3 separate regions of the Anas platyrhynchos genome follow, and all the other regions are linked to region 2. A link is a contact called in public Hi-C data. All regions are on one chromosome and are shown on one strand. Each heading gives the region's core, a stretch centred on a gene start, on an enhancer-like site or on the middle of the called end of the contact. The rest is flanking DNA. Distances are from core to core; before and after follow the strand shown. Region 1 holds the start of SRRM4 (serine/arginine repetitive matrix 4). Region 2 holds the start of TMEM233 (transmembrane protein 233). Region 3 overlaps SUDS3 (SDS3 homolog, SIN3A corepressor complex component).

The links. Hi-C and Micro-C count contacts between places; a contact is called where the count stands out from the background.
Region 1: a contact with region 2 is called in a Hi-C map of skeletal muscle, with 3 times the contacts expected there. The contact joins the promoter of SRRM4 here to the promoter of TMEM233 in region 2. A contact is called at or near these places in 2 of 8 Hi-C or Micro-C datasets (liver and skeletal muscle).
Region 3: a contact with region 2 is called in a Hi-C map of liver, with 3 times the contacts expected there. The contact joins the enhancer-like site here to the promoter of TMEM233 in region 2. A contact is called at or near these places in 2 of 8 Hi-C or Micro-C datasets (liver and subcutaneous adipose tissue).

What each region holds. Positions count from the first base shown.
Region 1 is chr16:7,285,121-7,288,183 of IASCAAS_PekinDuck_T2T, forward strand. It overlaps SRRM4 (serine/arginine repetitive matrix 4), which reads left to right and starts at 1,587. Exons shown (of 26, transcript XM_072024296.1): 1 at 1,587-1,831; 2 at 2,236-2,304.
Region 2 is chr16:7,432,890-7,435,950 of IASCAAS_PekinDuck_T2T, forward strand. It overlaps TMEM233 (transmembrane protein 233), which reads left to right and starts at 1,529. Exons shown (of 10, transcript XM_072024305.1): 1 at 1,529-3,061.
Region 3 is chr16:7,260,556-7,263,836 of IASCAAS_PekinDuck_T2T, forward strand. It overlaps SUDS3 (SDS3 homolog, SIN3A corepressor complex component), which reads left to right. Exons shown (of 12, transcript XM_027469961.3): 6 at 1-32. Among named protein-coding and RNA genes, the nearest start is that of SUDS3, 7.2 kb to the left of the region's middle. Within about 2 kb of position 1,831, at least 1 of the 8 cell types and tissues checked has an H3K27ac peak or open chromatin away from gene starts, as enhancers often do.

The DNA of each region.
Region 1 (3,063 bases), core at 337-2,836, 150 kb before region 2:
CAAAGGCTGGGTCTGGAAACCCACTGTCAGCAGGCGATAACTGTTTGAAGAAGTCAAGGTAGGTCTCGTTGACTCGTCGGGGTGTAGGTGGTTTGTTCCTTCACTTCGGTGTACAGCAAGAGGTGGTGCAGGCAGAGATGGGAAGATGAGAGAGGTGGAATGGAGGTGTTTTCAGCAGGCTTCTCTTTTTATTCCCCTCTGCTAAGGTGTTGTCTACCTGCACGAGGAATCTAAGCCACTTGGATTTGTAGCTTGCGTGACCGGCGGCCTCAGTGTCTGGTGTTCTGGAAGCAGATTTATAGCCTCAGGAGCTCCCATTGCATTTCCTCAGTGATGCTTGCAGAGCAAAACCTTGGTGAAAAGGCAGGTTTTGGGGGCAGGTGGAGGGAGGTGTCTGCTCTGTGGATGGTGCCCACCAGCCTCACCCTCGGAGCAGTGCAGCTCCTTGAGGAGTGGGGCAAGGAGAAGGGCTGAGGGATGCAGAGATCTTCTGAAGGAGCTCTGGGAAGCTTGGCTACCTTGTGCGTTCAACCAAAGGAACTGTTAGCTGTGACCTGAAAGGCCATCCTCATCTCCTGTCCCATCAGCAAGTGACCCAGTGGCCTCAGGCAGCAGCTGTGCATCCAGTGTAGCACCTGTACTATCTCGAAGCTCCTCCTCTGTCTCCTGGCTTCTCTTCAGTTCCGAACAAGTGCCTTCATTTTCCTTCTGAGCACCGCACCAGCTAGAACAACATCTTCCAGGATGGGGAGCCTCATGGGCACGTTCTGCTAAGCAAGAAGAGTGCTCAAATGTGCAGTTCCCTGCTGTGGCTTAGAGGGCTATGTCTATATTTTAAGTGTTTTTTTTTTTTTTTTTTTTTTTTTTTTTACTCCTCTTATTGGGAAGGGAAGATTATGGCACCTGATGATTTAATCAGCATAATCTCCAGATAAAACATTCCGATGTTATACTACTGGGAGATGCTCATTAATGCTGGCTTGGTACACATAAGGTAAATTAAATCATTAGTTTTAAGACTGGATTAGGTACATGCATCTCCTGCCTCTTCAAAAGGCAGTTCAGTAGTTCCTAAAAGCTTCTTGGCTTGGCATTTCTTGGGAGTCATCAAACCCTTCCAACACAAGTGTCTCGAGGTGGAGCAGGTACAGTGCTCTGATGTGCAACCACTAGCTCCACGTTGAAGTGGGCTCTGCTGGCCCAGGACTTGCTAAATGCCTCGTGTCTCCTGAGGCATTTATATTTTATTTTGCCAGCTCGTTAGTTCAGTGAGGTTTTGCCCCAGAGCTGGGGGACCAGCAATTGCTGCTTCCATCCCGAGCAGCTGCTCTGGAGAGGTGAGCTGGTTTGTGTGCGATGGAGGAGCCCTGGCCACCTCAAAGGGCTGGTGTCCACATCTCCATCCCACTGTTTGTGCTTGAAAACACACCTGAACATGGCTGTGCTGCATTTGTAGCCTACCTGTCTCACCTGGGGGAGCTTGAGAGAGCTCTCAGCCTGTTGTCTGCAGGTGCTGGCACCTCTGGCAGAAAAGGGAGCTCAGGTCTACCCAGAGGCTCTGCTGGGAGCACTTTGGGATGGGAGAATTTCGCAACCTTGATGCCACGTGCGTTGAAATGTGAATTGCTTTGCTTAGTTGTTGCTTTTGGGGCTCTCGCAGAACAACCTCTCACGTGCTGATGGCTTCTGCAGTGATCGGATCGGCTGAAGGCCAAGAGCAGAGGGACTGCTTAATGTAGCATCAGGTTTGAAGGTGGACCCTGTGGCTTCGGGATGCTCTCAAGCCAGCTGAAGACATCAGAATTGGTGCTTGCAGTGAATCTGATGCTGGGTAATATCTCAATGCGTTTCCCCCACCACTGTGCCAGGTTGGGCAGGTAGCTGTGTTACTGCAAGATGAAAGCTCCCCAGCTGGTGTACGTTATTCTCACTGCAGGCATCAAGGATTTGTCACTGACAGAGCAAAAGGGGAAAATATTATTTTTGGTTTGATCAGGCTGTTTTCGCTCTCACAGCTCCGCAGGCTACAGCAGAGCTGACTACACGTGAAGTGCTGTCAAACGCTCTGCCTGCTTTACCTTTTCCTTTGTGCAGATTTTTCATGAGGGGGGAAATTCTTTTTTTAATTATAATGTAAAGGAAGCGTTTGTCGCTTCTCATGCACTGACAAGAGGAGGCATGGGGGCAAAGCTGACATGCAGGATATATTTTGACTTGGTTTGATATCTCTTTCAGGCTGCTGATGCTTCGGTTGCATCTTCATGCCCGTCACCTGCGGCTCGCCCCACAGCCACGGAGAATCAGGCAAGTCCCTGCTTGGGAGCAGAGTCCTTGGTATCACACTAGGGGGACCTGAGGGCTCCAAACTGCACTCCTCAGCCTGCAGTCTGGAGACAAGAGCCAAATCAGCCAGTTTGGAAAACCAGAGCAGGAGAGGGAATTCCTCCCTTTGAGGAGGGCAGGCATCTTGCAGGAAGCACTCAGATGTCGGATCACACAGATGCCAAACCGTTTCCCCTTTCTCCATCCATGTGGCTTCCTAATAGAGATCAAACACGGCTGGATCATTTATTGAGGTGTTTGTTTGAAGTTGAGTGGACAGGAATCATTTCAAAACCGTAAGAGAAAAAGCTTTTAGCTCTTTCTGTTTTTCCAAAATAGCAACCGCATCACCACGCACCGTGGGGATGTCAGGGTGAATCTGTTTCACTGACAACAAGATTGTTCTGTCTAGACTGGGAAATGCTGTTTAACTGAGTGAGTCTGCAGAATAATTTAAAGGCAAAACACTTTACAGACGTTAGGTTTAAAATAAAAACTAGCTTGACACAGACGATGCTTGATGGATGGTTTGGGTGGGAGTGGGATGGCAGCTGGCTTCGAGACACAGCTTGAGGGTGGCGACTGACAGATGCCATTCAGCTGCCCGCGTGCAACAGCCAGAGCCAGGCAGTGTGACCTGGTGGCTGCTGATCTGTCACCATCCCCAAACAACCTGCTCCCTTCCCTGCCGTGCCATGGCAGCATCTGACACTCTCCAGCTCAGTTTGGTGAGGCCAAGCA
Region 2 (3,061 bases), core at 279-2,778:
CCATGGGTTTTGAGAACCCCTATGTCTACTGCCCTTTTGAGATCATTTCACAGTGATCTGAGTGGAGTTTCATTGTCTGTGCTGTCACCCTGTGGTGACAGCTGATACTACATGCAAACAGAAAGAAATCTTAATTTAGCAGCTTGGAAGCTTCCGGTTGATCTGTTTACACAAGGTGAAACCTTCACTTCAACCATTCCTCCCTATACGGAAGATGCCAATGAAAAGGCTATGAGTTTTCCTCACATATAAGAAATGGCAATGGACTTGTCCTCAGCTGGAGTATATCAGCAATGCTGCTAAAATCAGCAGTTTATAAAAGCTGAGCATGTGACTTAATGTGTCTGCCTGCGTGTAAGATGAGATGATTGTGCCAAATATAATTAGGTAATGTCTGAGAAGTAATTTGAGCTCCAAAAGCAGGAAGCCAATCCTGAATGTTAGGAGTCTGTAATGTAGCTTTTGTAACATTATAAAATATCTTGTACATGATTTAGTTTGACAATGGCTCTTCTCTCTCCTGTTGTCACCAGGTAATGGAAGGGACTCCTCTAGAAAGTACATGTATATCATCTTTTCTCCTCTTCTGGCACCATCCTAATGAAACATTTTCTGCTGCTTTTATCCTGAGGTGGGAAAGAGCTTCTCTGTAGAAAAATAGCAGCTTCCCTTTTCCTGCTTCCTGACAACTTAGTTTCCTCATTACTGACCAGACAAGATCCTCAATCCTACTCCAGTCTCTGCTTATTTAAAGGATTGAAATAATGCAAAGAGATTGCTTCTCTGAACATCTCAGTCTTCAACTTACTCCTTTGGTACACTCTTGCAAGGTAGGTTCAAAGTAACCCATTTAACACACTGGAGATGGACACACCAAGAGTCCAAGCCAAAGGTCAACAGTATGTGTGGTAGAGTTGCTGGATTAGCGCTGCTTGCTCACCCTTCCTCCAATTCTGTTCTGGTCCTTTACAGTTTCAGCAAATAGGCTAATCATTCACAAATGCCTTTAGCCCAAATGAACCATGCAAGCTTGGGTAGGCTGCTTACTTTATGCACTGGAGAAGTGTTTGGGGCATTCAAGCAATGAACTCTCAGGCAGAGAATCTTGCTGTTTCCCGCTGCCTGCTATATTCCAAGTGTCATCCAAATCCCACCCTCCTCAGATTACACCTTTGTGAAACTGAAGTAAGAACATTTTCAGGGTCTTACTAGTAGCAAGACAAAGTTATTGTTGTTTGAGAATTGCTTGGCTATTAGGCTGGCAAGTGGAAAACACAACAGTTAGAATAAGTAATTCCTCTTTCACGGCTCACCCCTTCCTTCTGCTTCACAGTGGTTCTGAAATTGTCATCTTTGCTCTTCTTGTAGGAAAGATTTCACCATGGTAGAAAAGAAGCCAGCCATTCTTTTACATCAGCAGCAATACTCCCACTGTGTTTTACCTAGACCATAAAAAGCAGCATCTTATAAATAGGGATTATAAAATAAACACCTCTTTCTTGGAGATAGGCTGTTTTACCATAAATAAATGTCACAGTCATTGTATGGGTATTCAGAAACCACTGTATGTCTTTCTAATTGGAATTCCAGCTTTATGTATCACCATTCTATTCTGCTGTATTGTAAATTAATGTCTTCGTGCCTGTGTGTTAAAGAGATGTGACTATATTTGGCCTCAGACATTAATAACAGCAATTTTTTTTTGCTAAGTTTTAATAAATATCACTGTTGCAGTATTGCAGAAGATAAAAGCTCAGGGTAACAAACCCCAGGATATTTGGGCCCAGATCTAACTTCTAATAAGGTCAGTGGAAAGATTCTGATTGACCTTGTTTGGTGTTGATTACTGTAAAATGAGAATAGCTTGTTTTGACAAGGGCAAAGGCTGATCTTAAAGCCAGCGGCTCAATCTTTTATTCAAGGCACTGAGTGTCTGTAGCCATACTTCTTGTTATGCAGGAAGCCTACACAAAATAAAAGACACTTCCCAGTAGAAAAACTGGCAGACCACCAAAAGAAAGGGATCAAAGAAAATAAAAAAGATGTCACAGAAGGAATGCAGCTAGAAAGGATTCTCAGAAACCCCAACCTTAATTTCCTGTCTCTGGTGAGATTTCTTCTCACATGCCTGTAAACAGCTTCCAAAGAAAGACCAGTGCTAAACTCATAGCAAAGGCAAGAGGTCATTGATCTGGACAAATCCTTTAGCTGTTCAGTGGCACTGAGGTTTCGGTACAGACTCATTCTTGCTGAAGTCCCCATCCTATTTCTCTGACTATAGACTTCCAAACATTCTGTGTGTGCTAAAAGGCTCAGAGACCCCTTCATAATGCGTTTTACTGGAAGCATTTAAGAGTGCTATTAAAGGCTGGTTTATGGAAAATAAAATCAGAGCTATTTTGAATCACCAGAGCAGAAATACTGATGCGAATGTATGTGTAGATAGGATTGTTCTCCATCCAGAGTCTGGAAATTGGTGAGTGGAAGTAAAGCGTAATCTTTCCTACTTTGTCTGGAACTGAATTGCACCTTTGAAGGTAATAGCCTTCCCTGATACGGAGTCTGCTACCTTAGCCAGCCTATCAGGCTCATCACGTAGAGAACCTGGAAGAAAAGATTTCAGAAGCAGACATTTTACCCCTCTGTTCTTCTACAACCAACGCAAAGGTTAATTAACATGGCTTGTTCCATCTCACTCCTCATTTGTTCTAGGTAAGAAACACATTTCCTTCTGTTTTTAAATTTATGGTCCTGTATTTGGGGTATTTACCAAAGGTAAGGTTGTAAAGGTGTTTACCTTTACCAAAACCTTTGCTTCTGTGATTTAACTGACTACTGGCTGAAATAAATCAATGTCTAACCTCCTCCTTGAAAAGTCCATAACCAGCCGATTGCAGGAAGCTGGAAGGACGTGGTGGGGCTGGAAGCACCATGTGACTTGTTTCTTGTATTCTACTTAATCATCTGTTAGTGGTCCGTGTCAAAAATGGAACATAGATGGATTTTGATCTACCCAGTGCTTGTGTTTTATAACAGTATTGGAGAGGGAGGGTAAAGTTGA
Region 3 (3,281 bases), core at 581-3,080, 170 kb before region 2:
GAATGAGAAGCTAACCATGGAATTAACAGGAGGTAAGAAACAAGATAGGCATTTGTCACTTGTCTTCCTTGCTTCAGTACTGCTTAGAAAAAAGAGATTAAAAAAAATAGCAGTGCTCATTTATACAGACAGCTAGTCTGGCTTTAAAACTTTCCAAATGTCAACAGATGTAGAACACAAATTGGTAGTCTTTTAGTGGGGAGTGCAGTTCATAATAAATTTAAGTGACCTGAATTACTAACAGATAAATCAACATAGTGTCAGCAAAGGAACAGAGTGGACAAACTTTCTTATTTACTTTTTCTCCTGTCAAAATTTAAGAAACTGTTGAGAAACCTTAGGCTTTGTTGCACAGCTGCAGTTACTTGGGTTTGGAACATTACTAGGCTAGCAGCATGGTGTGTCTGTATCTGAGTGGTTGTCTCTTCTGTAGGTTTCTTTTTGGAATATTTGGGAATTCCTCTGGTGGTACCTGGTCATGAGGTTCTCCCTTCATGGAGTGTGTTGTAAAGCCTGTGTTTTTTTTTTTTTTTTCTACTGTCAGGTTAATATGTTTTAATTGCTTAATTACATGCCTTTACCAGAAGGGAGCTCTAAATCTTCCAGAATAGAAGGCTAGAGGTTATATAAGTGAAAGTTAGCTCAAAACATTGTATACAAATTGATTTCCTATAATTAATGACCTTTACTGTTTGAATGAGTGGATTGTGTGTGTGTGGCCCAAATCCTTAAGGGTCCTCATCACTTCGGTAACGAGTAGCTTAGAGTTCTTTACTGATTCTGGAAAGCCACAGGTGGTTGGCTTTGAAAGGACTGTGTCAGTCCTTCAGTTGTGTAGCAGAAACATAACCAGGCTGGGATTGATACCCTCCCTACAGCAGGTTCAAGGCAGGAGTTGACTTTGCCCAGCTAGTGTCCCGTATTTCAGACGATAGGAAGAATGCAGTGTTACTGTTAGCAGTAACATCATTTCCCTCATTATTTCCCTAAATTATGATTGCGGTTGGAGTCAATGTAATTTAACTAATTTTGTAACTGAATTCTTCCAGTGAACACCTACCAGATGTTCATGTTTTTTCATTAGGCTGGTGTGAAATGTATTTTTATCATACCTTACTCCATATGCAGGGAAAGGGATTCTTTAGTTCCTGTGATCTGGCAATAGAACTCCTGAGAAATAATGCAGTATTGACCTTATCAGTGGTACCGGGTTTTAAACTGTCCTTTTTTCTCCAGTAACAGATGCTTAAGAAGCTAAAGGCAGGCAAACAACAAAGGTTGAAATGTGCTATTAAAGCTGGTAAAATAGATGTCTGTTAGCTGCATTTCTGCCCAGACTCTGGAAAATGGATGCTAAATGGACAGATTTCTTTCATGAAGCCGCTTGATACCTCGGCTGTGCTCTTGTCAATAATGGTCGTGGTGGAGTTATAGTGGTAATTAGCCTCTTTCACAGGTTGTGGTGCTGAACCCAAGGTCTGATTTGATTTCCTCAAAAAAAAACACTCCCTCACTTTACGGACCGATAACATTGGTTGTGTTGCTGAGGCCTGTCTGTGAATTAGACTGTTTTTTGTCTTTCTTTCCTAGTAGCTGCACAAGTTATGTAAGCTGATAATTTAATTAGTGTTCTGAAGGGAGAAATAAAACCTGTTTGGATGTATTCGAGTGCTTTTGGCTTTGTACAAACTATTAGTGATAATCTGGTCTGGAAAACACCTTGTGCTGTGCTGCTTCCCTGATAGTGGTGTTTTGGTTTGTTAGTTTGTTCAGTAATGAAGTCTAGTCTGATCTCACAAGCTGTCTGTGCCTTCGCCTTATCTTACTGTTATCCCATGCCTATGTTTGCCAACTACTAAGTTGGCATACAATGCTAATCTTGCAAGCAGATTTTCCTTAAGGAATCAGGATCTGAGTAGATCGTAGCTCTGGAAAATCTGGGTGCTAATGTTCTCAGAATCCGAAGGAAGCCAATTTCTTTGCCAGCAGGACAGCTGTTAGCATCAGGACTGAGATTTGCAGAGTTGAAGGGAGACTGAGCAGGAGTAAAAAGGGGTATGTAGTAGAAATGTGTCTGGTTTGGGGACCAGATTAATTCTTCTCAGGAAAGCATGGCCACCCACTGTTGGATGTCCTGGAGAGGTGAGCAGTTTCATCAGATACAACTCTGGGAAAAGGCACATAAATAACTGGAGCAGCAATCCCTTCTGTGTGTGCTAGACAGATTTCCCTCATCTCCTTCCTACCGGGCTAGCAGAAATGCAATCTGATTCCTTTAGAACTAGCAGGTTTTGTTCTGAATGCATGCTGGAGGCCAAGAAATAAGAACACTAGAGCTTGTGTGGACTTGGTGAGTTTTAAAACTTTTAAAAGCTCAGTGCATGCAGGAATGCAAGTGGGCAACCTGATGATAGGCTGGTGTGAGTGCCAGGACTCACCTGCATTTTTTTTAGGTTGCAGCTGTTGTCTTCTGGAGTGTTGTATGGTGTGGGGCTCAGCTGTTCAGCCTCACACAAGCCTATATTTCAGGTTAAATCTGTTGGTACTTGAGCAGCTCTTTGAAACCTTTATAAAATTTTCACGAATCTCTCAAGAATGTCGAAGCTCTTCAGGTGTTTCATGGTAAATGGAATACTTTCAAACTATTTTTTCCTGATAACTTTCTTTGGTGGTAACTTTCAGCTGACTTGTCACAATTCAATATACAGGGTGCTAAGATAAAGAGAGAACAAAAATGATATTTTTGCCTTATTCACATTTTAAGCAATACAGATACCATCTCTGTGACGACTCATTTCAAATTATTCTTGAAAAAAAGGTGAAAAAGCCTTCTCAGCTTGGCTGCATATCACCTTGAGTGAGTGCTTCAGACTCCTCTTTTGAGGCTCTTGTAAATCAATCGTAACAAATGTGAAGGATGGCTTCCATTCAGCACAATAACTTATGTTTTTAGTGTCTGCAGAGCTATTAGTGTTCAGTGTTTTTCAGTTGGCTTTGAATTGCAGAGAGGTTTCCTTTGGTGTGCTCTTGGAGGGTGGCACTTCATTTTTTATTTTTTTAATCTTTTATCACAATATCTTTTCCTTTGATGTGCGGAATGGCCATCCTTGTTCACCCTTGAGATAAGGAGAAAAGTAATTTGATGTGTTTTGAACACATCAGAACACTGATGTATTGTTGCTCAAGGATGTAGCATCTAGAGGGAGCCACAGAAGCTTCATATACCTAAGTGCTATCTGGGATGTGATTCATGTGTACTTAAAGATAAGCAAATAATTCAT